2 separate regions of the Sus scrofa genome follow, and region 1 is linked to region 2. Evidence: chromatin contacts called from public promoter capture Hi-C data. All regions are on one chromosome and are shown on one strand. Each heading gives the region's core, a stretch centred on a gene start, on an enhancer-like site or on the middle of the called end of the contact. The rest is flanking DNA. Distances are from core to core; before and after follow the strand shown. Region 1 overlaps IGFBP2 (insulin like growth factor binding protein 2). Region 2 holds the start of RPL37A (60S ribosomal protein L37a).

Region 1 (5,832 bases), core at 333-2,832, 150 kb before region 2:
AGTCCGAATTCTCTTCCAAGACTGCCTTACTTCCAAGCGCTTGCTTTCAACCACCCCGTCTTATGTAGCTAGTATTCCACACACATCTGAAAGATGCAGTCACTACAATGGTGATTCTCCAGATTCAGAGGGTGTAAAAACAGGCAGTCTAGGATCGGTCCTGTGGTTCTAAAATTCAACAAACATCCGTAATTGACTCATTCCGGACTCTTGGGACCACCACTTAAACAAATGACTCTTGCAGTTTCCTGTGTTACCACACGGTGGCAGTATAGCACCAGTGTTTGTCAACTGTCCCTCTAACATTTAAAGAGGAAGTGAGTTCCAGAAGGTAAACTATTGGCTTGATATTGTAGAGATCCTGCCCGACCATCTTCCCATATAAGTGCAATTAGCAATTGACCTCAGAAAAAGTTTCTAGGTCATACTATGCGTCGGTCAGTGTGGTTCCTGTCTCTTGGAGCCACAGCCGAAGGGCTGCTCACATACTTGCAAAATCCTTGGGTTTAGGGTACAAGGAGGTAACATGGTAATAATGGAAATGGCAGGGAGATTGAGGCATCCTCAAGAGTACGCTGGAAATATAATACAGAAAGGACCCATGTGTGTTGGCAACTTTGGGGCGTGGGGGCTGGCATAGGCTGATCCCAGCAATGGCCCCATGATAAACATTCACCTTATACATTCCTATAGTTCTCAAAGCACATTCACATCCATTGTCTTACACTGATACCACCCTGTTATCAGCTGGGTCATAGCAAATATCAACCCTACTGAGGCTGAAACCATCCCATTTAACAGATGAGGAAAACTGAAGCTCAGAGAAGGTGAGTAACATAGCTCCAGGGCAGTGGAATCATAAGTTGGTGGGATAGGATTCAAACCCAGGTGTCCAGCATGCTCCTTGCCTCCTCCCTGGCTCTGCGTTGGAACCTAAATAAATACATACATACGTAGAACGACTTGCCTGTGCTCTGCTCCAGAACCCTCAGGTCAGAATTTCTTTTTCTTTCTCTCTCTCTCTCTCTCTTTTTTTTTTGCCTTTTTTAGGGCCGCACCTGCGGCATACGGAAGTTCCCAGTCTAGGTGCTGAATCAGAGCTACAGCTGCTGACCTACACCACAGCCACAGCAACACGGGATCCGAGCCGCATCTGTAGCCTACACTACAGCTCACGACAATGCCGGATCCTTAACCTACTGAGCGAGGCCAGGGATCGAACCTGAATCCTCATGCATACTAATCGGGTTCATTAACCACTGAGCCACGACAGGAACTCCCAGGTCAGAATTTCTGATGGTGGGCAGCAGCAGGAGTATTTCTTTCAGTGCCCCAGTTGATATAAATGTCAGCCAGGTTGAAAAATCGCTGCCTTTGCTGGAAGAGCCAGCATGTCTGCCCCACCCAGGACAGCAGCCATCGGCTGCCAGCTACAGCTGAGGGGACAGTGGCGGGAGCACCCACCAGTGGACGAAAGGAAATCCACAAAGGGACTGCTGACCCACAGGGCACAGATCCAGCCAGTGCCCAAAGCCCTCCAGGCTCTCTCTGAGCATCCTCCAGCTTTTGCCCACAGGGGGCAGTATAACTCAGGGCTGAGCAGCATCAAGGCTCTGGAGTTTGGGGTCCCAGCCCTGGGTGGTGGAGGTCAGGGCACTTGGGGGGGCCTTTTCCTCATCCATGAAATAGAGCTAATACTAGTGCCTCATTTGTGGGTTCACAACGATTAATGAATAAAGTGCTTCAGGGGTGGCCAGACACCAGGTGATGGTGCAGCCTAGCTGCTCTGGCTGGGGGCGGGGAAGGGGGGAGTCTGTCTGCTTTAGGGGACTTGTTTTTCTTCTCCAAGGAGGAATGAAGCTCATCCCACCCCTGGGATGGGCCCCAGGTGTCCCTCTGCCTCTCCTGAGTTGCTAGATGGAAGGTCAGGAGGGAGGGGAACCAAGCAAAGCTGCCTCTGGTCCCCTCCTCCAGGATGGGAAGGATCAGGCTCCACAGACAAGGGGGAGCGCTCCTTCCCTCATGGTCCCCTGCCAAGGGGGGAGCCCCCTGGAATTTGCCAGGACTGGAGGGGCCAACAGAACCAAGCAGCAGAGCTCTCACACAGGATTTGGCTTCAGACATAGGACCCACTTCTGTGCCCCCGAGTCTTGGACAGCTCCTCGGGCCCCTCAGCAAGCAGGCCTGGATTCTCAGAGGTCACACTGTTGTGAATACACTGGCCCCCAACAGCCCCACTCCCTTTTCTGGGGGGCTGAGTGAAGGTCTCCTCCCACACAACTGGAGAGGGAGCACTCCATGGTTTCAGGGGCCAGAGGACCCCAATTTCACTGTTTCTGGGTTCCCTTCCTCTTGCAGCAGTGTCATGGGAATTGAAAAAGGAAGAAATACCAGCCCCACCCCTGCTTCCCCAAGGCCCACCCAGGGGCAGGACTGGCCAGAGCCCTAGCTGGGAGTCCCCAGATTCCTGGGGTTGTGCTAGAAGTTTCCTCCTGGGTTTAGGACTTGGAGTTCCTTTGTTCTCTTTTTTTTTTTTTTTTTTTTTTTTGTGGATTTATTTTTAATAGTCCCAAACTGGAAACATCGAAAGTGCCTATCAGTTGTTGAATGGATAAGCAAATTCCAGTCTATTCATGAATTGAAATACTACTCTGGAATTGAAATACTACCGTTTCCATAAGCCCTTCCCCCTGCCCCACCCATTTCATTCCTGTTGAGTGGACAACCCATTCTTGCCTCTCCCATTTCCCCCAGGGTCCGGGGAAAGCTGAAGAAAACGAGGCTGGTGAGCCCTGAACCTCGGGATCTCCTTCCCAGGGGGACCCCAAAAGATTCAGCCAAAAGACACACACTTTATTTGTCCTTCCTTTAATCTTAAGCAAAAGAGACACAGGGGTTCAAAAATAAAAATTTCTTTTTTCCCCCTCTCCCAAACCTCTACCCCAGCTCCGCCACTGCAGCCCCCTCCCTCCCCAGCAGGGATTCCAGGAGGGAGGGTGCGGGCATCTCCAGCTGGGCATCTCCAGCTGGGGAGGGGGGAAGGAGGGGGGGACGGGTGCCAAGCTCGGTGCTGGTCTCTTTCCAAATATAAATACGCATGTCAGAACTCCTGGAAAATCCTCCCCCACCCACCACGCAAGCACTCTCCCCGCTCTGCCTGCGTTTGAAGAGGGGTGGGGGTGGGGGGGTGCCAGGCACCGGCTGGCTGTGGTTTACTGCATCCGCTGGGTGTGTGCCCCGCGAGCCCCCTGCTGCTCGTTGTAGAAGAGATGACACTCGGGGTCCCCCCGGATGGTGGGGGCCCCCTGGATCAGCTTCCCGGTGTTGGGGTTCACGCACCAGCACTCCCCACGCTGCCCATTCAGAGACATCTTGCACTGAGGAGAGAGAAGTGGAGGTGGAGGAGGCCGCACTGAAATGCAGATGCCCTTCGGCAGGTCTGGGTGTGCTTGCGGTTCTGCAGGGCTAAGGAGCTCCAGCGAGATGCTGGTGCTGCTGGCCCAGGACCATGCTCTGGTTAGTGGCGTGGCTGCTGGGGATGCCCCAAGGAGGAAAGACATAGCCCCCACCTGCAGGGAGGTCCCATCCAGTGGGGGACCAGTGTACTGGAGGTCAGCCCTAGTGTGAGGCAATATACCCAAATGATAGTAAAATCATCGCTAGCACTGGAGTTCCTGCTGAGGCTCAATGGGTTAAGACCCTGACGAGTATCCGTGAGGATGCAGGTTCAATCCCTGGCCTCACTCAGGGGGTTCAGGATCCAGTGTGGCTGTGAGCTGTGGTGTAGGTCACAGATGCAGCTCAGATCTTACATGGCTGTGGCTGTGGCGCAGGGGGGCAGCTGCAGCTCTGATTCGACCCCTAGCCTGGGAACTTCCATATGCCACAGGTACGCCCTAAAAAGAAAAAGAAAAGAAAAATGTTTTTTAAAAAATCAGCTCTAGCACACATCCTACCATGTGCCAGGCATGGTGTAAGCTATCTACACATGGCTTGCTTACAGTTCCTGTCTAACGTATGTATTCATTTAATCCTCACAACCGCCTTGTGAATTAGGTACCATTACTTTACCCCTTGACAGACCATCAGAAGGAAACACAGATGGGTTCAGTAACTCGTCCCACATCACAGAGCTAGTAAGAGCCATCGCTGCGATGCCAATGCAGGCACTCCCCTCCCAGGTCCCTGCTCTTCCCCAAAACCCAGCTCCTCTTGCAAATCCCTGCAGTTCTCCACAAGGCTCAGTGTGCAGGCTGGTTTTCTATAGAAGAGATGGCTATTTCTTCTTTTGTGCTCCAAATGCAGTAGCTGGCTGCCATTTAGAGGGCAGGCACATGAACCAATAGCTTTTAATGTTAGACTGATATTTCGAGGGGCAAGATGCCTGGGCCGTGTAGGACGTGGGGAAGTGAGACCCCCCCCACCGCGGGATCAGCAGAGCCTGTACCCCATCCCCTGGCTTTGCAATCTACCCTTTCAGTCGGTTTGACAGCCTGCTAGGATCACCAGGGGAGCTTTGAAAATCCGGTGCCCAGAAAGCCCCCCAGACTCACAAAATCTGGATCTCTGGGAGGAGGGCCAGGGCATCGTATGATTTGAAGCTCCCTAGAAGACCCCACTGTGCAGCTGGGCTCAGAACCCCTGCTGGAAAACAGAATGGCTGGTGGCGCCCACACCACTACCCGCTTCCTCCCTCCTAGCTCTCACCTGTCTTCAGTGAAATGCATGTGGGCTTCCCCTCCCCACACAAGGCATGAGCGGAGTGGGAGGGAGGGAGCAGTGGGCTAGGAAAGAGGGCAGCCGACCAATATTAAACAACCACTAACAATCATGACTACAAACTCTAGACGGTTACATAAAAAATGTAATAATGCTAAAGGGAAATATGCATATGCCCACCATTGATCACGAGAAGGTATATGAACAGGAGTTCCCATTGTGGCTCAGCGGGTTAAGAACCCGACTAGCATCCATGAGGACGCAGGTTCGATCCCTGGCCTCGCTCCATGGGTTAAGAATCTGGTGCTGCTGTGGCTGTGGTGCAGGCCGGCAGCTGCAGTTCTGATTCGACCCCTAGCCTGGGAACCTCCATATGCCACAGGTGTGGCCCTAAAAGCAAAAAAAATAAAAAAGAGAGAAAGAAAGAAAGATGGTGTACGAACATATGAACAGAGTGGAAAGGGGTGAGAAAAGGGCTCCTGGGTGTTTTACTTACACTTTCTTAATTTTCTCTAATGTACTGACAAAGCTGTTCTACTACCCTTCTTAGACATATTTTAAGTCATATCGCTCCACCCCTGATTCTCCATTCCCTGAAATACTTGAAAACCAGAGCGGCTACTTGGTCAGTGGTTTAAATCAGTGATTCTGCAAGTGCAGTTCATGGCCCATCAGCATCCCCTAAGAGCTGGTTAGAAAGGCAAATTCTCAGGCCCCACTCCAAATGGCAACCTTTTTTTTTTTTTTTTTTCTTTTCTTTTCTTTTTGGTCTTTTCAGGGCCACACCCAGGCATATGGAAGTTCCCACGCTAGGGGTTGAATTGAAGCTACAGCTGCCAGCCTATACCGCAGCTCACGGCAATGCCGGATCCTTAACCCACTGTGCCGGGCCAGCAGGGCCCGCATCCTCATGGATCCTAGTCAGGGTCATTACCACTGAGCCGCGAAGGGAACTCCCTGAATGGCAGTCTTTGGGGGTGAGGCCTGGGAATCACCTCCTGGTGATTCTAATGCTCAACAGAAGTCAAGACGCCCTGGTGTAAGGCCCCCATCCCTTCTCCAGGCGGCTCCCTCCCATCCTGGACACCAGAGCTGCCGCCAGGTAGCCAGGTA
Region 2 (5,762 bases), core at 2,751-5,250:
CTCCATTTTGGCTTTCTGGCTACTGCACGCACACAGACACAAACAGTATTTAGGATACAATGAGACAGCCCTTAAGCTCAGCATCCAGTGAGGAATACATGCCTTATTCATCTTTATATCCTGATACAAAGTATTAGACAACTTAGAATAAAAGGCTCAGAAAACCACTGTAAAAACAAGCCAGAGGCTGGAAGTCTTTAGTTTATAAAGGAGCAGATTAAGAGGGAACATTCTTGAGCCCATAATATATAAGGCAGCCTAGGACAGTGAAAAAAAAAACAACAACCAAAACATCGACTAGGAATCAGAAACCTAATTTTTAGCCTTACCAGCTGCCTCCTGAGTCTTGGCAAAATTGCTATTTTCTTAGCCAAAGAAATATTTACTATTTCAACAGCCTTCTAATTGGTCTCTATGTCCCCCATGCAAGCCTCTTCATAAAAAACATGTCTAGGACTATCAGCTCTGAAGCCTAGAATGCATGGGTTGAAATACCAGCTTCATAATTTACAAGCTCTGTAACTTTCTCTTGACTCAATAAGGGTATTACCTATACTGTATAAGGTTGTTGTGGGATTAAATGATACTCCATGTTTAGAATACTCAAGCGCAACAAACATTACATCACTGCTCATAAAACTCTCATCACCCAGATTCCTAAGCAGAGTAAGACAAAAGTCTTCAAATAAGATTCCGCATTAGTAATCCCAGCCCCTCTCATATATTCTATTGCACTACCAGCACTGTTCAGGAAACTGATACTGAGGAGTAACTCAGACCACACAACTACCTAGGCAATTTGGCAGAATAAGTGCTTCTTCACCACAGCCACCTAATGCTTATTCAACTCCTTATGCTGATGCAAAATTTTAGCCACTCACTTGGGGAATCCCTGAAGACCTGTGTCAAACACTTCTATGAAATCGGTATATAATCAGACAAAACACCAAAGGTTAATAGGCAATGTATGTTAAAATATCTTAAAATATAGACAGACTGTGATTTTAAAACAAGTTTGCACAGCGTGATGTATCTCAAAGAAGTCGAACTGGCAAGGAAAGCCTTAGGCTTATGTCATATATCATCTGACTACCAAAAAAACCAATAGATTGTGACAACCCATCTCAGCATGATTTTATAAGAAAATTAAAAGGATTTTAATTTCCAAGTCTTTTTTAAGAAAGCAAAATTAATGCAAATAAGAATGTCAACAAACCAAAGTAGTTCTGTTACATAAATTAACCCATTTATTATAGGCTAGCAAAATTTCCACTGGTGGTGCTTCTACTGGTCCTTCAATTCCTTCAGTCTTCTGATGGCAGACTTTACTGTGACAGCAGAAGTGGTGCTGGAAAGAAAAACAAATTTGGTTCCAAGATAATCAACTAGTTAACATGTGAAACGGCAAGTAAGAAACCTGCCTCCGTTTTACATTATAATCTTAATCTTACATCCATCAACTGTCATGTCTTCAGGATGTGAAGACAATCTCATGCATCTGATTTCTCAGACAGGAGAGCATAAAATTAACAGGAAGAAATGGTTGCAAGAAGCTAACTCATTAAAAGGGAATGGACAGACTGTCAGAAGAAACTAATAAATTATAAGATGTGTACCATCAATGAGCAGTATCAAGAAGACGTCTAAAGCAGTAGAACAGACTAAAGCACGTTTTGGAAATGACAGTACATTTTGCCACAATATTCAGAAAGAGCATTTGAAAAACATCCATCCCACCCCACAGGGAAGACATATGAATACTAATTCATTTTACCATCACAATCAAGTGCACCGCACTCCCCATTTTTGTCCTCAAAACCCCACAAGGTGTCTATCTACCTATATATACACACATCTCCATGTTATCATTTCAACATTTTCCAATTATTTTACACTACTTTAATTTTAAATTTAAAAAAATTTCAGGAGTTCCCGTCGTGGTGCAGTGGTTAATGAATCCGACTAGGAACCATGAGGTTGCGGGTTCGGTCCCTGCCCTTGCTCAGTGGGTTAACAATCTGGCGTTGCCGTGAACTGTGGTGTAGGTCGCAGACACAGCTCGGATCCCGCAAGTTGCTGTGGCTCTGGTGTAGGCTGGTGGCTACAGCTCCAATTCGACCCCTAGCCTGGGAACCTCCACATGCCGCGGGAGCGGCCCAAGAAATAGCAAAAAGACAAAAAAAAAAAAAAAAAAAAAATCAACTACACTAGCTGTATCCCTTTTACTATATGTAAGGTACTAGTACTGGACAGCTGTACACTGACTAGAAGTGAAACACCTCAGCCTTCAGGGTCAGCAACGAATTCTACAACTAGAGGTCTTTGGGGGTGGCTCGAATTTTCAGAATTGGATAACCATAGGAGTCCACACAATAACCAGCATAAAAGTCCACAAGGCAATAGCACCTGGTCCTTGTCAGAGCCACAAAACTGAGAAAGTCCAACCACATTGTTTAAAAGGGCAAAGGTGTGGTAGCCCAGATGGCCTCCATACATATATGACAAGAAACAGCCTGCCTTAAGTGTTCAGCAGTCAGCCCAACAGACCTGTACAACATTCCTTGATGACCCTAATGAATGAATGTAAAATTCTAAAGTAATGTGATCACACTTTAAAAGCATTCTTTTGTTTAATAAGAGTTTAAACTAGCCCATTCAACATCAAACCTGGAATTGTGACATGGTCCACGCACTTTCAGTTACGACAAAGAAATAAGACTCACTTGTAGGTCCAGGCACCACCAGCTACCGTTTTCATGCAGGAACCACAGTGCCAGATGCCCACAGCTCGTCTCTTCATCTTGGTCTGTAAAAGACAACCAATTTTCCCTCTGACCAAAGAACAGCCTTTTATATCACAAAAATCTAAGAATCTAAATTACACTAGAATTAAAGCTGGTGTATTTTACCATTTTTTTCCCCTAACTTCAAGTTTTCTGCTGCAAAATTTGCATAAACTGTGGTGATATTTTCAGGGATGTGGAAGATCTGCAACTCCCCCCCCCAAAAAAAACACAAGAATTGCCGGAATACAGTATTTTTTGCACACAATAAACATACAAACATTAAACAAAGATCTCTACCCGACACTGGTAGACAAAACAGACAGAACTGTGTTCCACAAAACTGGTTTGGCTTAAGCTGGGACTGTCAACTGTTTACCCTTTAGTTCCCACTTGTCGTCACAGGAAAAAAAGGTTTTTACAAAATCCAGAGTTATCAACAATACTCTCGTCTTGCAACTGGTTACCAATTATGTGCAATTCTGAGAACCAGCAAACCATCTATAAACTTCCTTCAAGAAGCCTCACTCCGGAAGGAAACCTTCCCTCCCTCCCTCTTCGCCGCGCCCCCCGCTTCCCGGCCCACAGCCCATCTTACTTTGCCACAGAAGGAGCAAGTGTACTTGGCGTGCTGACTGATTTCAATTTTCTTCACCATTTTCCTGAGGGAAGCACCATAACGGGTCCCGTATTTGCCCACGATTCCAACCTTCTTGGTGCGTTTGGCCTGTTAAAAAAAAAAAAAGTTAGGGAAAAACCCAGCAACAAGGACTCTGACCCTCCACACACCATCCTTCCACCCACCCAGCCCCCGCCTGCTCCCCGCTCGCCCATCACATCCTGGTAAAACCAAGGTCCGAGGGCACTGGGTTAACCCAGCCCGGACGCGCCAGCCTTCGCCAAGCCGCCCCAGTCTCCGTCTGAGGAGCGGCGAAGGCACGGAGGCCGGGGACACAGGACCGAACAGGCGAGCAGAGGCGGGTCGGCGCGAAGAAACCAAGAAAAAGGCAGATGCACGCAGATAGACACCTAGGCCTCACAGGGACCAACACTCACCATTTTGCCGCAAACCCGGTCCGAGCCCAGAGAGGAAGAAGGGTTGTGCGCAGGCGCAGTTTTAGGCGGACGAGCGGAAGCGGCGGCTGGGAGGCCCAGCTAGGAACTGAACTCTATGGTTCGGAGGTCTCCTCCCACCCGGTGCCTTCTGGGTAATGTGGCCGACCTTCTTTCTGACAGGTTTACCCTGATTCACAGATTGCAGCAACGGACTGGATAGCAGAGGCACTTTCTCCCATCGGCATTATTTTACACGTATCTCACCAAGTTCTGCAAAACCAAGTATGATTTCCTCCATTTTACAGACACTTCATATTTTAAGTGACTTGCTCACAGGCACTTGGCTTAGAAAAGTGCTTAACTTTTACGACTCCAAATTTCGTCGCTTTCTGTATAATGCATTCTGAAAGCGGCAAGCCCTGTGCAGGAAGCCAGGATAGCGGTGGCGAAAAACCAAAGCTCCACTCTTACATGTTATAGTCCGGCCAGGGGAAGCCATATGACCTCTTTAACAAGTTATAATTTCAAAGAAATCAGAGCTCTGAAGGAAGGAAGATGGTCCCATCTATCCTAGGAAGAGCCTGGGGCTCCCTGAGAAAGGCTGAGACGAGAAAGCTGGAGAGGAATAGTCACGGTCGAGGTTCGTCTGGCAGCTTCTCCCTCCGTCTCAGTTCTGTTTGCCTGCCGCTCTATTTCAGAATCCATCCCATGGCCCTGATGGGAGGGTGGAAGTACGCACAACCTAAGAGATGAGAATCATCTTCTACTTGGTGGACTTTCTGAGGACTTATGTGGGAAAGACAGCTTCTCAGATATTTCTGAGGGACTCCTCCCAAGAAATAAAGGAGGAGCCAGGATTTATAGGAATTTTGGCGACAAAAACTAAATGGTAGGAACATCAAAATATTACTGTTGAAGTTCCCACTGTGGCACAGTGGGATCGGGTGGTGTCTCTGAAGTGCCAGGACAGAGGTTCAATCCCCCACCCAGCACAGTGGGTTAAAGGAGCTGGTTTTGCCACAGCCCCAACATAGGTCACAACTGTGGCTTGGATCTGATACCTGGCCTGAGAACTCCATATGCTGCAGGGCAGCCAAAAGATGAAAAAAAAAAAAAAATTACTGGTCGTTAAAGAAAAAGACATGTCAGGTTAATGAATTTAGCGCTTTTCTATGTGTGGGAAAATGCAAGAGTCTGGGCTTATTAAAATTATTCTTTTGAGAAGTTCCTTTCATGGCTCAGTGGTTAATGAACCCAACTAGGATCCATGAGGACGAAGGTTTGATCCCTGGCCTTACTTACTGGGTTAAGGATCCAGCATTGCTGTGAGCTGTGGTCTCAGACACAGGTTGCAGACATGGCTTGGATCCCACGTTGCTGTGGCTGTGGCTGTGGCATAGGCCAACGGCTACAGCTTGGATTCAACCCCTAGCCTGGGAACCTCCATATGCCTCGGGTGCAGCCCAAAATGGAAAAACAAAAAAATTATTCCTTTGATATGCATCTTAACTATCTAAGGCCAGCATCCCATTTTTCTCCATCCTGAATCCCCCCTGGATGCACAGCTGAGGGTAACTCCGTGATTGATGGCTTGATGGCTGTAACATCCTTTACTGATCTGGTAGGCGACAGTTTCGCCCACAGCCCCATCCTGGGCTGTCAGATCCCTGCCTGAAACCTTAAACCCCAACATCTCAATCTTTAACCACATCTCTTACCTATCCTTCCAACTCTCTCAAAAGGAGCAGCAGAGAAGGGCCAGGTTACCAGTTAAGGTCAGGAAGTGAAAGGTATGTTCAGCAAATAGCCTGGAAACATGTAGAACACTTTCTCGAAAGTTTTGCTGGGAGTTCCCTTGTGGTACAGTGGGTTAAGGATCTGATATTGTCACTGCAGTGGCTGAGGTTGCTGCTATGGCTCATA

Evidence for each region. Promoter capture Hi-C pulls out the DNA fragments that hold promoters and counts their contacts.
Region 1: a contact with region 2 is called in a promoter capture Hi-C map of liver, with 6 times the contacts expected there. The contact joins the enhancer-like site here to the promoter of RPL37A in region 2. A contact is called at or near these places in 3 of 5 promoter capture datasets (fetal liver, fetal skeletal muscle and liver), 31 of 47 Hi-C or Micro-C datasets (adipocytes, adipose tissue, alveolar macrophages and 17 more) and 2 of 2 datasets of contacts at active chromatin or transcription factors (alveolar macrophages and skeletal muscle).

The regions. Positions count from the first base shown.
Region 1 is chr15:118,848,006-118,853,837 of Sscrofa11.1, reverse strand. It overlaps IGFBP2 (insulin like growth factor binding protein 2), which reads right to left. Exons shown (of 4, transcript NM_214003.1): 4 at 2,853-3,377. The coding sequence ends at 3,213. Among named protein-coding and RNA genes, the nearest start is that of IGFBP5, 27 kb to the left of the region's middle. Within about 2 kb of position 1,582, at least 11 of the 83 cell types and tissues checked have an H3K27ac peak or open chromatin away from gene starts, as enhancers often do. A contact at or near this core is called in adipose tissue, fetal liver, liver and 2 more, where this site is marked.
Region 2 is chr15:118,700,436-118,706,197 of Sscrofa11.1, reverse strand. RPL37A (60S ribosomal protein L37a) reads right to left here and starts at 4,000. Exons shown (of 4, transcript XM_021076246.1): 1 at 3,840-4,000; 2 at 3,382-3,510; 3 at 2,724-2,806; 4 at 1,224-1,348. The coding sequence starts at 3,842. The coding sequence ends at 1,285.